Linked DNA regions of Gossypium hirsutum: region 1 is linked to region 2. The links are chromatin contacts, called in public Hi-C maps. All regions are on one chromosome and are shown on one strand. The core of a region is the stretch at or near the end of the contact, and the rest is flanking DNA. Distances in the headings are between cores, read along the strand shown.

The links. A called contact is a pair of places that touch in the nucleus more often than the background predicts.
Region 1: a Hi-C map of leaf shows a contact between it and region 2, with 1.7 times the contacts expected there. The contact joins the promoter of LOC107934031 here to the promoter of LOC107952895 in region 2. A contact is called at or near these places in 3 of 34 Hi-C or Micro-C datasets (all in leaf).

Annotation. Positions count from the first base shown.
Region 1 is chrA07:36,139,474-36,145,280 of Gossypium_hirsutum_v2.1, forward strand. It overlaps LOC107934031 (axial regulator YABBY 1), which reads left to right and starts at 3,050. Exons shown (of 7, transcript XM_016866365.2): 1 at 3,050-3,537; 2 at 3,703-3,855; 3 at 4,022-4,145; 4 at 4,943-4,991; 5 at 5,140-5,215; 6 at 5,438-5,512; 7 at 5,644-5,807. The coding sequence starts at 3,442. The coding sequence ends at 5,733.
Region 2 is chrA07:35,373,862-35,379,643 of Gossypium_hirsutum_v2.1, forward strand. LOC107952895 (transketolase, chloroplastic) reads right to left here and starts at 2,175. Exons shown (of 7, transcript XM_016888097.2): 1 at 1,268-2,175; 2 at 1,072-1,162; 3 at 863-968; 4 at 497-779; 5 at 59-207. The coding sequence starts at 1,762.

The sequences.
Region 1 (5,807 bases), core at 1,800-4,299, 770 kb after region 2:
ATAGTTTAGGGTTTTATGGTTTAGATTTAGGATTTAGGGCTTAGGATTTAAGGTTTAAAGTTTTATGATTTAAGATTTAGGATTTTGTATTTAAGGGTTTAAGGGAGTGTTTATGGGTTTAGGGTTTAGGGATAATTAATTCAATATTTTAAAATTAATACTATCTCTTTTACGATTATATAAGAAATTATTTAATATATAAATTAAAAAATAATAAGTCATATACCCAAGAAACTTTAAAATTATTTTAAATAATAGTATTTTAAATTTTTTCATTTTTAAAAAATTCTTTTCTATGTTTTTACTTTCAGATTTTTTCTACGTGTAATTATTTTTTTGAAGAATTTAAATATTCAATTAAAAATAAATTGTATTTTAATTAATATAAATAAACTAGTTAAATAATAAATAGACAGATAAAATGTTTTTTGCGGCGTTTTTCAGAAAGCGCCACTAATGCTTCAATCTATAGCTGCATTTTTCAAAAAGCACCGCTAATGCTCGATCTATAGTGGCGTTTTTTAAAAAGTGCCGCTAATACTCGATTTATAGCGGCGTTTTTTATCCAAATACTGCTAAAACTTGTTTTACTGTAGTGTGACTCCAAAATAATAATAAAATAATTTATTCGACTCCAGATTTGTGGTCCCGAAACCACTATTTCGACTAAGCCCTAAATTGGGTTGTTACATATATGGTAATTCATTTCAATTTATCAATTTAAAATAACATTTTATTTCATGCATATAACAATCCAATTTCATTTTACAACAATTCCTTAAAATTTTACATTTTATTTAATTTAGCCCATAAAACTGAAACAATCATAACTTTCACATTTAAGCTTTGTTTTTCAATTCGTTTTCAATTTTATCCTTTTATAACTCTCTAAATCTATAATTATAGAAAGTCCATGACAATATCAAAATAATTACATTTTAGTCCCTAAACTAAAAACTAACAAATTTCATTTTATAAAAATTCATCAATGGCAACATTTTAAAACTTTAAAAATTGTGAAAACGGATACACAGGTTAGCTAAATCAAGTTACAACAATCTCAAAAATATAAAATTTACAAAAAACATGATTGAATTAGCTTACCATGCAAAGAACACAAGTTTGGCCGAATATGAATCTTCAGCCACGGCTTCCCAAGCTTTCCTTTTTTTGAAGAAATGGTAATGGTAGAAATATAAAGATGATGACTTTGATTTTATCATTTTTATGCTTTAAAAACTTATATTAATTTAATTATAATATTTTTTAAACATTTTTCCCATAAAACACTACATAACCGTCCACCCCAATTCTAGATGGGGTCCAATTGCCACTTTGGTCCTTAAATGATTACCAATTATGCCTTTTAACTAATAAAAATCTATAACGATAAAATTTTATAATTTTTACGATTTAGTCCTTCTACCTTAATTAATCACTAAATCAGAAAAATTACTTATCAAAAATGTAATCTACTTATACAATGACTCTGTAAATATTTACAACCTCAATTTATGAAAAAAGAGGTCCCAATACCTCATTTTCCAAAACCACTAAGTTTAAGGTTGATACACTAGTACTTTAAGTAGCTTTCCAATTAGAAAAGTTGCTAAACCATAGTTCAATGTATTACTAAATTATACTCGTAAATATTAAATAATAATATTTACGAACTAGGATATCAATTTCGAAACCACATTTTTCGATCCCACAGAAATTTGGGTTGTTACAACTACTCCCAAAAGAATGTCGCATGTATGACAATTGTTTGATGATGTTTCATCTTCTCCAACTAGATAAACCTTTAAGGGAGCCTCGAAGCATGTCTCGCGGAAGGCCACTTTATTACCTCCCGCTCGACTAGGGGGCTATTAGTATATACCTTTTACCAAGAGGACACATGTCAACCCAAGATATGTTGTTGACTATGCATTGGCTTCCTAAGCATGACCCACCATCCCACTTCAAACGAAACCTACCATTCAAGCTTAAAGAGAATGCTATCCTAATTTGAACACTCTTCCAAGACAATAAGGAGTCTATTTAGGCTTGACTACCTCATGCTAATAGAATCCCATAACATGTGCCTATGATTATCTGTTTTGCAATTAATGGGATTAAATATTTATCTAGCCAATATCATACCAATGGACAAGAGAGCCTTTCCTATAAATACCTTGGAGAACTAAGAACAGGGGATCGACTTTTCAGCACCCTAAAGTTACTCTCAACATTTATCCTCTCAATCACCTTGTACTATTGTCCTTGTCCCAACTCTCGGCCTTTACAGGTGATCCAACCTCCATAGCACCACTTGATCTCATTCTTACCCCTTCTTATCCTCTTTCTTTGTATCTTGTATCAACAATATATATATCAATTAAATTATTATGTTTACATTTGTCATTAATATATATGTATAAAAAAATCTTTTGATTCTTGAAATGATAGCATTTTTACCTCTTCATTTGGAGATGGAAAGGAGAAAATAAAATTTTAGGGAATTAGATTTGAATTATAAATTTTTGAAGAGTCAAAAATAATTTTACAATTATATTAATTTATAATTTTATAACTTTTCAAAGAATTTAGTAGTAATTATACCATTGGGGGGAGCGAGACCATTGCCCTCTACCTTACTATAAAGAAGTTTTAAAATAAGTTAAAAAAATAGTTTAAAAATTTACAAATCATATAAATTGTTTCTTTTAAAAATATTATTTATATACTTTTTTTTTAGGTAACAATCAATTATATACTTCTCATATTGATTTTTTCTCAAGTGCTGAGTTAAAAAAATAATTTTAGAAAAGGAGGTTTTTTTTATAAATAAAAAAATTGATATATGTTGCCCGGTTAAGGCAGCCATGGAATTGTAGAGAACCGAGAAAAGGGTTCACCGAGCCCCCTCTTTTTAATCTTAACTGTGAAAACAACAGGTGAATGAGCCAAAGCTATTCACTACCATGCATGCACACGTCCCTTTCTTACTTCTACTCTCTCTCTCTCTCTCTCTCTAATACAAGCACACATCCATTGGGAATGCCAACCATTCATTTTTCTTTTGCCTTTAAACCTAAAGCCGTTTATTATTATTTCCTCTTTTTTTTTCGGTTTCAACCGGGGCCTCAGGCCTGTTTAAGAGACATCCATAACCTGTACAAATTGCCATTGAAACTACAACCATGTACAAATGAGCAATATTTGAAATCACTTTCTGCCTCTGTTACATCTCCTAGTATATTAGTAGTATCCCTCTTTCTATCTTTTCCTCAATCCTTTCTTTGTATCTCTACCTTAGCATAACTCAACATCCAAGAGGATCAGATCAAGTTGTGAGAAACCTATCAATATCTACTGATCAGTCAATCTATCAATCAATCAGATCCAAAGCTTCATATCAAATAATAATAATAATAACAAAGGAAAAGAAAAAGAAGGATGTCTTCCTCATCAGCTGCTTTTTCACCGGACCACGTCTCTCCCTCCGATCAGCTCTGTTACGTCCATTGCAACTTCTGTGACACTGTTCTCGCTGTATCATTTCCTGTCCCTTTCTCTCTTTTCTTTTCGTTCCCATTCTGCTTCATATTACTCCTCCAAAGTCCCTTTTTTTTGGCTTTTATACATGTTTTAGTAGTTGTTGTTGTTTTTTACAATTATGTTCCTTCTTGTATTTTGTATCGTTTCTCATTTTCTCAGGTGAGTGTTCCTCGCACTAGCTTGTTCAAGACTGTTACGGTTCGATGCGGTCACTGCACCAATCTTTTGTCTGTCAACATGCTTGGTCTCCTTCTTCCTACAACTAATCAGCATCACGTTGGTCATTCTTTCTTCACTCCTCACAATCTCCTGGTATGCATGTATTTTCTTTCTCGAGAAATTAGGGTTTCAAATCAACAAACTTGATTAACCGTCTAAACTTGCTTCCCTATTTAATTTTTCACGTACTCTTAGTTTCTAGTTAAATTTTAGTCCAAAAGTTGGGTTACAATTTATTTACAATTTTACAATGTGGCAGGAGGAGATCCGAAGTAGTGCAACAACAAATATGGTAATCAATCAGCCAAACCCAAATAACTCTCTTATGCCTCCTATTCATGGAGGTGCTGAAGATATTCCCAAACCTCCGGTGGTCAATAGACGTGAGATTCTTCAACATTTAATCATTGCTTTTTATTTTTATTCTTCAAATCTCCCTTTTCAGTAGCTAGAAATTTAGAAGCTTAGCCACACAAATCTATCTGGGGGTCTATTTCTTGAGAAGTCAAAGTAACGTTTTCACTATGCGAAAGCTCCTTTTCCAATTCCAAATAAAAACGTCAAGACCCCTATGCTTTACAACCCTACGTCCCTATATTTCAAATGCTTTCTTCTCTTTTTTTTTTCTTTTTTTTTTGGGGGGGTGGGGTTTCTTTTAAGACCACCTTATTTTTAAACGATATTTAATTTAATCTTTTAGCTATTTCATCCCTATTTGGCAGCAGTTACAGAGAAGTCCTTTGCCTATGAATGATCATTATTATTCTTCTTATTTTTGTTACTTTAAATTTGAAAGTCTTCTCTTTTTTATTGCTTTCCAGACAAAAATCTTCACAAACTTCATTTTCTCCAATTTTTTCGTTTTCTTTTATAGCATAAAAGCCCCGTCTTTTTTTTTTCCTTCTTTTTGGTGATAAAATGGCAACCTTACTAGTTACTATCAAACCCTAGCGTTCAAGATTTCGCTAACTAAAAGTAAAAAATATGATGAAAAGAAGAATCCATGCAAAAGATAGATCTGTACCTGTTGAGAGAAAATGGTGATGATGAGGTGATGATGAAGAGAGAGAGAGAGGGAGATAATGAAAGACAAAATGTTACCAAAAAAAGTCAGTGAGGTGATTTTAATGCATGTGTCTCTTTGTTTGTCTGTGCTCTGTCTGTTTTTTATAATGCGCAGCTCCGGAGAAGAGACAGCGAGTCCCATCTGCCTACAACCGCTTCATCAAGTAAAGTGTGATTAATCCCATGCATAAATTATTTACCTTACCTTTGTTTGTCCTTCTTTCCATATTTACAAAATCAAAAATGGATTTGAAATGAGAACAATGATGGACAGGATGATCTTGACATCTATCAAATCAAATCTCTCTGCAGGGACGAAATCCAACGCATCAAAGCTGGAAACCCTGATATTAGTCATAGAGAGGCCTTCAGTGCCGCTGCCAAGAATGTGAGATCCCTAGATTCCATCCCTTTCTTATTACACACCTTTCCTTTCCTCTCTTTAACAGTATTTCTTTCCTTGACAATATAGGCTGTGATTTTGCTATGGGCATAAAAAGGGGAAAATAAAAAGTTAGGGTTTAGTGACTGTCTACTATTGATGTATATTAAACAAATTTTGTTTTCTATATTTTTTACTAACGTATGGAAAAGAAATTCATATTTTCAGTGGGCCCACTTCCCTCACATACATTTCGGACTTATGCCTGATCAACCCGTGAAGAAAACTAACGTGCACCAACAGGTACATTAAACCCTAAGCTCCAAAAACTAGTAAAACTACTTGGTTTTTTTTTTCTTTTAAATTTTGTTAGAATTGCTTTGGAGTTTGGACATTAATCGCTTTTTTCTTTCTTTCAACTTTTGTGCATATAGGAAGGAGAGGAGATGGTGATGAAAGATGGGTTCTTTGCTCCAAACAACGTGGGTGTTACCCCTTACCAAACAAGTCCAAACTACTGCTAGAGTTTCGTTGTCCTTCTCTCTTCTACTTTTGTGTAGGTTAATTTCCTTATTTGTTAAGATGTGTACTGTTGAAA
Region 2 (5,782 bases), core at 925-3,424:
CACTAAACCAAAAAGCATAATCAGATGCATATACAGAAACCCCAAGAGATCTCCTTACGCTTTAACATCTTCTGGTACATGGAAAGGCTCATATGGCCATCCAAGGTTTTTCCTAGTAGCATCAACTTCCTTGGCACCCAGTGCACTCCCATGTACACTATATGAGTTTGCCTTGTTAGGAGACCCATAACCAATGGTGGTTGTCACCTGAAAGGAAAAAAAGGAATTTAATAAACATGACAGTTTGAACCACACAGTAGAGAGATAATAAGGTTGAATAAGTAATTAAGTAGAGAGATGCAAGCTTTTTCAGTTTTCAATTAAGGCATTCTAATATGATGCAGGCCTTTTCAACGAAAGGTTTAGTAGAGAAGTCAGTTTACCTAAGAAATATGGAACTTCAAATTATTCTAGATAAGATTCAAAAAAATGAACAATGCAAGCACATTAGTTCCAAATAGGATATAGGAATGTAAGCCTGTTGGAAACATCTGACCTTGATCAGAGTGGGCTTGTCTTTGACAGCCTTTGCTTCCTTGATTGCAGCGCGAATTTCATCATAGCCAGTGTTTCCATTCTTGACCCAGATAACATGCCACCCTAGCCCCTCAAAACGTGTTTCAACATTCTCAGTAAACGCAATTTCAGTGTCACCATCAATCGAAATGTGGTTGTCATCATAGAAAGCTATAAGCTTTCCAAGTCCCCAGTGTCCAGCAAGTGAACAAGCTTCATTTGAAATACCCTCCATTTGACAACCATCTCCCAAGATAACATATCTAGGAAAACAAAGGCTAATACATCAGTACGGATCAAGCATGCAGACGAAAGAAAAGAGGGACCTAGAAAGTAATCATCATACGTGTAGTGATCAACAATCTCATTGTCTGGCTTGTTGAATCTAGCAGCCAAGTGTTTCTCAGCAAGAGCCAATCCAACAGCATTTGCAATACCCTGACCAAGAGGCCCTGGGGAAAAAAAAAGCCACATTTAAATACATATATTTGCTTTATGTTTAGTATGATATTATCAAAAAAATTACGATCACTTCAGCAGAGGAGTCTTACTAACCAGTTGTGACTTCAACTCCTGGTGTTTCAAAGTTCTCGGGATGTCCAGGGGTTCTGCTTCCCCACTGACGGAAACTCTTCAAATCTTCTTCCTAAAGGATAATCCATGATTATGAATTTTGATCATTTCCCAAAAAACCAAAGCTCTCAAAATAGAAATTACTTAAAAGGAAAGAGAGAATATGAAAGAAGCTTGCCAGGACACTGTCGTAACCAGCGAGGTGAAGCAGAGCATACTGCAACATACAACCATGACCAGCGGACAGAATGAAACGGTCACGGTTGAACCAGTAAGGGTTCTTGGGGTTATACCTCATGACTTCATCGTACAAAATGTGACCCATGGGAGCACAGCCCATGGGCAACCCAGGATGACCTGAATTCGCCTTCTCGACCGCATCAATAGACAAGAATCTGATGGTGTTGACGGATTTCTCGACCAAGGAAGTCTCGGCGGCGGTGCCAATTGTTTCGACGGCAGCAGCACGGACCTGGCGCTTGTGGTTGGAGCGGGAGGGAAGGCGTCGACGGGAAGAGGAAGCGCGAGGGATAGAAGATTTGAGGCCAGAGAAACCGGGAAAAGAGAGAGTGGAGAGGGAGGGGCGGTGGTCGGAGGATTGGGCGGAGGCATGGGAAGAGATAGCGCGAGAGAGGAGGGCTTGAGATAGGTTGACAGATGAAGTAGAGGCCATTGTTGATTGAGAGGGTGAGGATAGTGAAGGGACCCCTCTTTGTTTGATAAATGTAGAGTTAGGCAAAGTATAATAGCCACCAACTCTCTTTGATCTTCTCGTCTACACAAAGGGACAAATAGTGTGAGCTGACCGTTAGATTCCAACATCCCTTATATCTCCACCATTGCTTGTGGGTAACGATTTCAGATCGCTCTCTCTGCCTTTCATTCTTTTTTCTTTTTTTACTAAAAGATATTCTGGAGAAATAAATTCTTAAACTTTAGGCCACTGATGGAAAATTTTGCACTCCTTGCTGCATTATTCATGCAATCAAATCCACATGTGCAGTTACGCATGCCAAGTAAACACAGACGGGAACTTCATCTAAAACAGCTCTGTATGTTGTAGAAATTCCATAAATGCAAAGGTACAAATATAAACAATAACAATATATCTATAAGTAATGTTTTTTTAACCGGATCGATGGTCGAACTAGTCAAGCCACTAATTTATTTGTCTGATTAAAATATTATTAAAAAGATTAAAAATTTTGGTTCAATCGTCAGTTTAACCGATTCAAATCCATCGGATTTTTAATCGATTCAACTGGTTCGTATTAATTCCTAATCTAATTGGTTCAAAATCATTTTTCAAACCGATTGGTTCGGTCTGATTCAAATAACATTATCTATAAGGTTATTATTTTTTAACTTTGATATTGTGATTTTTTTTGTCATTTATCCATATAGGTTTTTTTCCAAAAGTTATTCTTAAATATATTTTTAGGGTATCTTGATATTACAAATGTCGAGTTTGGTTGTAAGTGTCGAATAGCATGAGCAAAATTTGTCACATTCGATCTAGTAGATTCAGGTTAGTGGACCAGGTGTCCAAATTGGATCTCAAAACTAATTTCAAAAATTGTGGTCTAAGATTAGGTTCGGTAATTTGGGATTAAGTGATCAGAAATAATTTTTCCTTAAAACAGTTTTCAAAAATAAGTTTGGATTTAAGAATAATTAAGAAAAAAAAATTTAATTAAAAGAGGGTTAATTTGTAAAAAATGTCAAATTTAAGAGTTGCCCAAAAAAAATTATACCAAAGATTTGAAAATCAGTTTTGTTCCCATGACTATAAAACCAACTCACCTTTTTCTTCCGTCATTCTCTCCATTTTAAAAATTTGCCAAACAAAAATCTGCACATTTTCTCTCCAAAACAACTAACCTCCTTGATTTTCTCTTCTGCCAAAAACAAAATTTCCTCTCAATTTTCGAGAAAACTCTCAAAATCTTCACCAATTCTCTCATTCTTTTCTAGTTCATTTTTCTTTTCCAATCAAGGTGAGATTCTGTTTCTTGACTATACTTCCATGCATGTTGCTTTTTCAAATCAAGATTTGATCATTTAAAATGAGATTTCTATGGATCTAAAGATTTAAGTCGAAATTGAGATCTAAAATGGTGAAATTAGTATTTCCAAGCTAAACTTTAATTTCTAAATGATTTCCATCTTATTTTGATATGATTAAGAGATTTATAATCTTATTTTAGCAAATCGTTACGAGATTTTAAAGATTTGATGGTTTTCCCTCTTAAATGTTCATATGTGATGATTTTCCAGAAAACTTAATCTGAGATTTTAAGTGTTCTAAGTGGTTAGGATCTATTCTAAAATGATTATGAAGATTATTAGAATCAGGTTTAAGCAATGGGAACAAGTATTGATCAAGATATCTAAGATTTCAATAAATTTAGTTAAATTTTCGGCTTATGAGAAGGTAGTCTGGACCTGCATTTTTGTTAAGTTTTTGATGTGTTTGTGGTTGTTAATGATCATATTGTGTTATGTTTAATGTGTTTGTAAAGTTTCAAATCCAACAGAGCCCTCTACGAGTAAGGCGAAGCTTGTTTAAGCTTTCGACGAGCAAATGAAAGTTGATTCAGTAAGTGTTTTGGAGCCATTGCTTGTTCGCATGATTCATTGAGTTAATCCGAAGCTTAGGTTAGCCTAAACACCTATCCTAAGTTTCGAGTGTAAGTTTTTTATACCTTTGCCTCTGTAACACCCCAACCCAACCCATTTGTCGGATCCGAGTACGGAGGGTCACAAATGGACCTATACTTAATTTACTAACTTAACTGTTATAAAGTAGACTAACACAAATAATCTAGTAATAAAATAATAATACTTCTTATAGTAAAAGCCTCGAGTTTACTCAAAACTTGGTTTCTTGAGGTTTCTGCGCCTATACAGATCATTGGTTTACAAAATAATTCCTTAGATTTGGCTAAGGGCTAATTGATTCGTATTCTAGACCCTAAGGATGTCATTTGGTTACACCATAATAAATCTAGAGGTGAAGCCTCCATCTGTACTCCCTTTCCTGTGTGCATAACTTGATCCATTGGCGATCCTTGATCTCTATTCCATCTGGCTTGGTCCCTCCTCTGAGTCCTTGATCAACTTTGCAAATCCTACGAACATATGCCAACCACTTGTAAGTTCAAATGAACTTAGTGAGTTCCTTCGTTGTACCAGAAATTAACCCTATCGTATGAAGGTAGCAAATGTAAAATAAACTAAACATAAATTAAACCATTGCTTGTTCAAGGCGGATGTTCTTTATCAATGTGGTGACTCCACCCGATCCTTCGAGCTACTCGGCTCACTATGAGACCTTCCTCTGGTCAAACTCTTCTCTTGACCATAATCCAGGTACCTCGCCATATTGGTGGGTCCTATCCTTACTTATTGTTTTTTCCTTTCTTGTTTACACCCCACATATAGAGTGTTTGAAAACCTATATGGTAACTATCCTAACTTTCCGCCTAAGGATGCTTAGGACGTACATTTCCTTGGCGGACCTCTATAATCGGACCAAATTTTTTTTGTAACACCCCTTACCTGTGTTCGACCGGAACAGAGTACGAGGCATTATTGGACTTAAACACAAGCATACATATATTTTCGAGCCATAAATTTTTTTACAAATTAAAATTTTTTACAATTAATCATAAAGTCCCTATTACGAGTCTACGATGCCCAAAACATGCATTGGAGGTGGTTTGGGACTAAACTGAGAAATTTAGAAAATTTTGCAACACTTAGAAAATTTTTGCCTAAACAAGGGTCACACGCCTGTGTGGGCAGGCCGTGTGGTTATACACGCCCGTGTCCCTAACTCTCTGTTTGTCATCCAAGAACAAATTGAAGTTACACGGCCAAGACACACGCCCGTGTGCTTAGGCCATGTGCTCGATACTGAGCATTCTGTTTTGTAACAATTTAGGTGTAGAAGACACACAGCTGGATCACATGCCCATGGGGCTGACCATGTGTCACACATGGCCTAGACACACGCTTGTATGTCTACCCGTGTGGACAAAAACAAGACTATTTACCAAGCCATTTTGCCACCCTCACTTGCTCACATCTACACAACATTACATGGCACACATTCAAGCATGTAAGAGCAACCAAACAATCACAACCAAGACAACAAGATATCATTCTCATACCATTATTAATCATGCTTAAAACATTAACCTCTCCACATCAAATTATGCAAGATTCCCACATTAAAAAATGACATTAACATAAATATACTTATAACCAACATTAGCCTTTTTCTCATATTCGATAAATCACAATTTATGTAAATCAAACATATTAGATCATAACTTAATTTGGCCTGAAAGCTACATGATCGCCAACTGAATTTACCATATATTTTCTACATCACAAGTATAGATCAATAATCACAAGGCTTTCGCAAAAACATTCTTATAGAAACCATGAACTCACAATATCATGAAGTCAATGCTTATAAACTTTATGTACATACTTGTACAAATTCATAATACTTACAAGCTTTTTCTCTTTTTCGACATACCCATTAAATTACCCGTTAAACCACTTGGAAAACTAAAGGATACTCAGGAATCTTGCACACACAGTACCGTACCAATGTCATATCCCATATATGGTCTTACATGTAATCTCGTATCGTTGCCAATAGCCCAACTATGGTCTTACA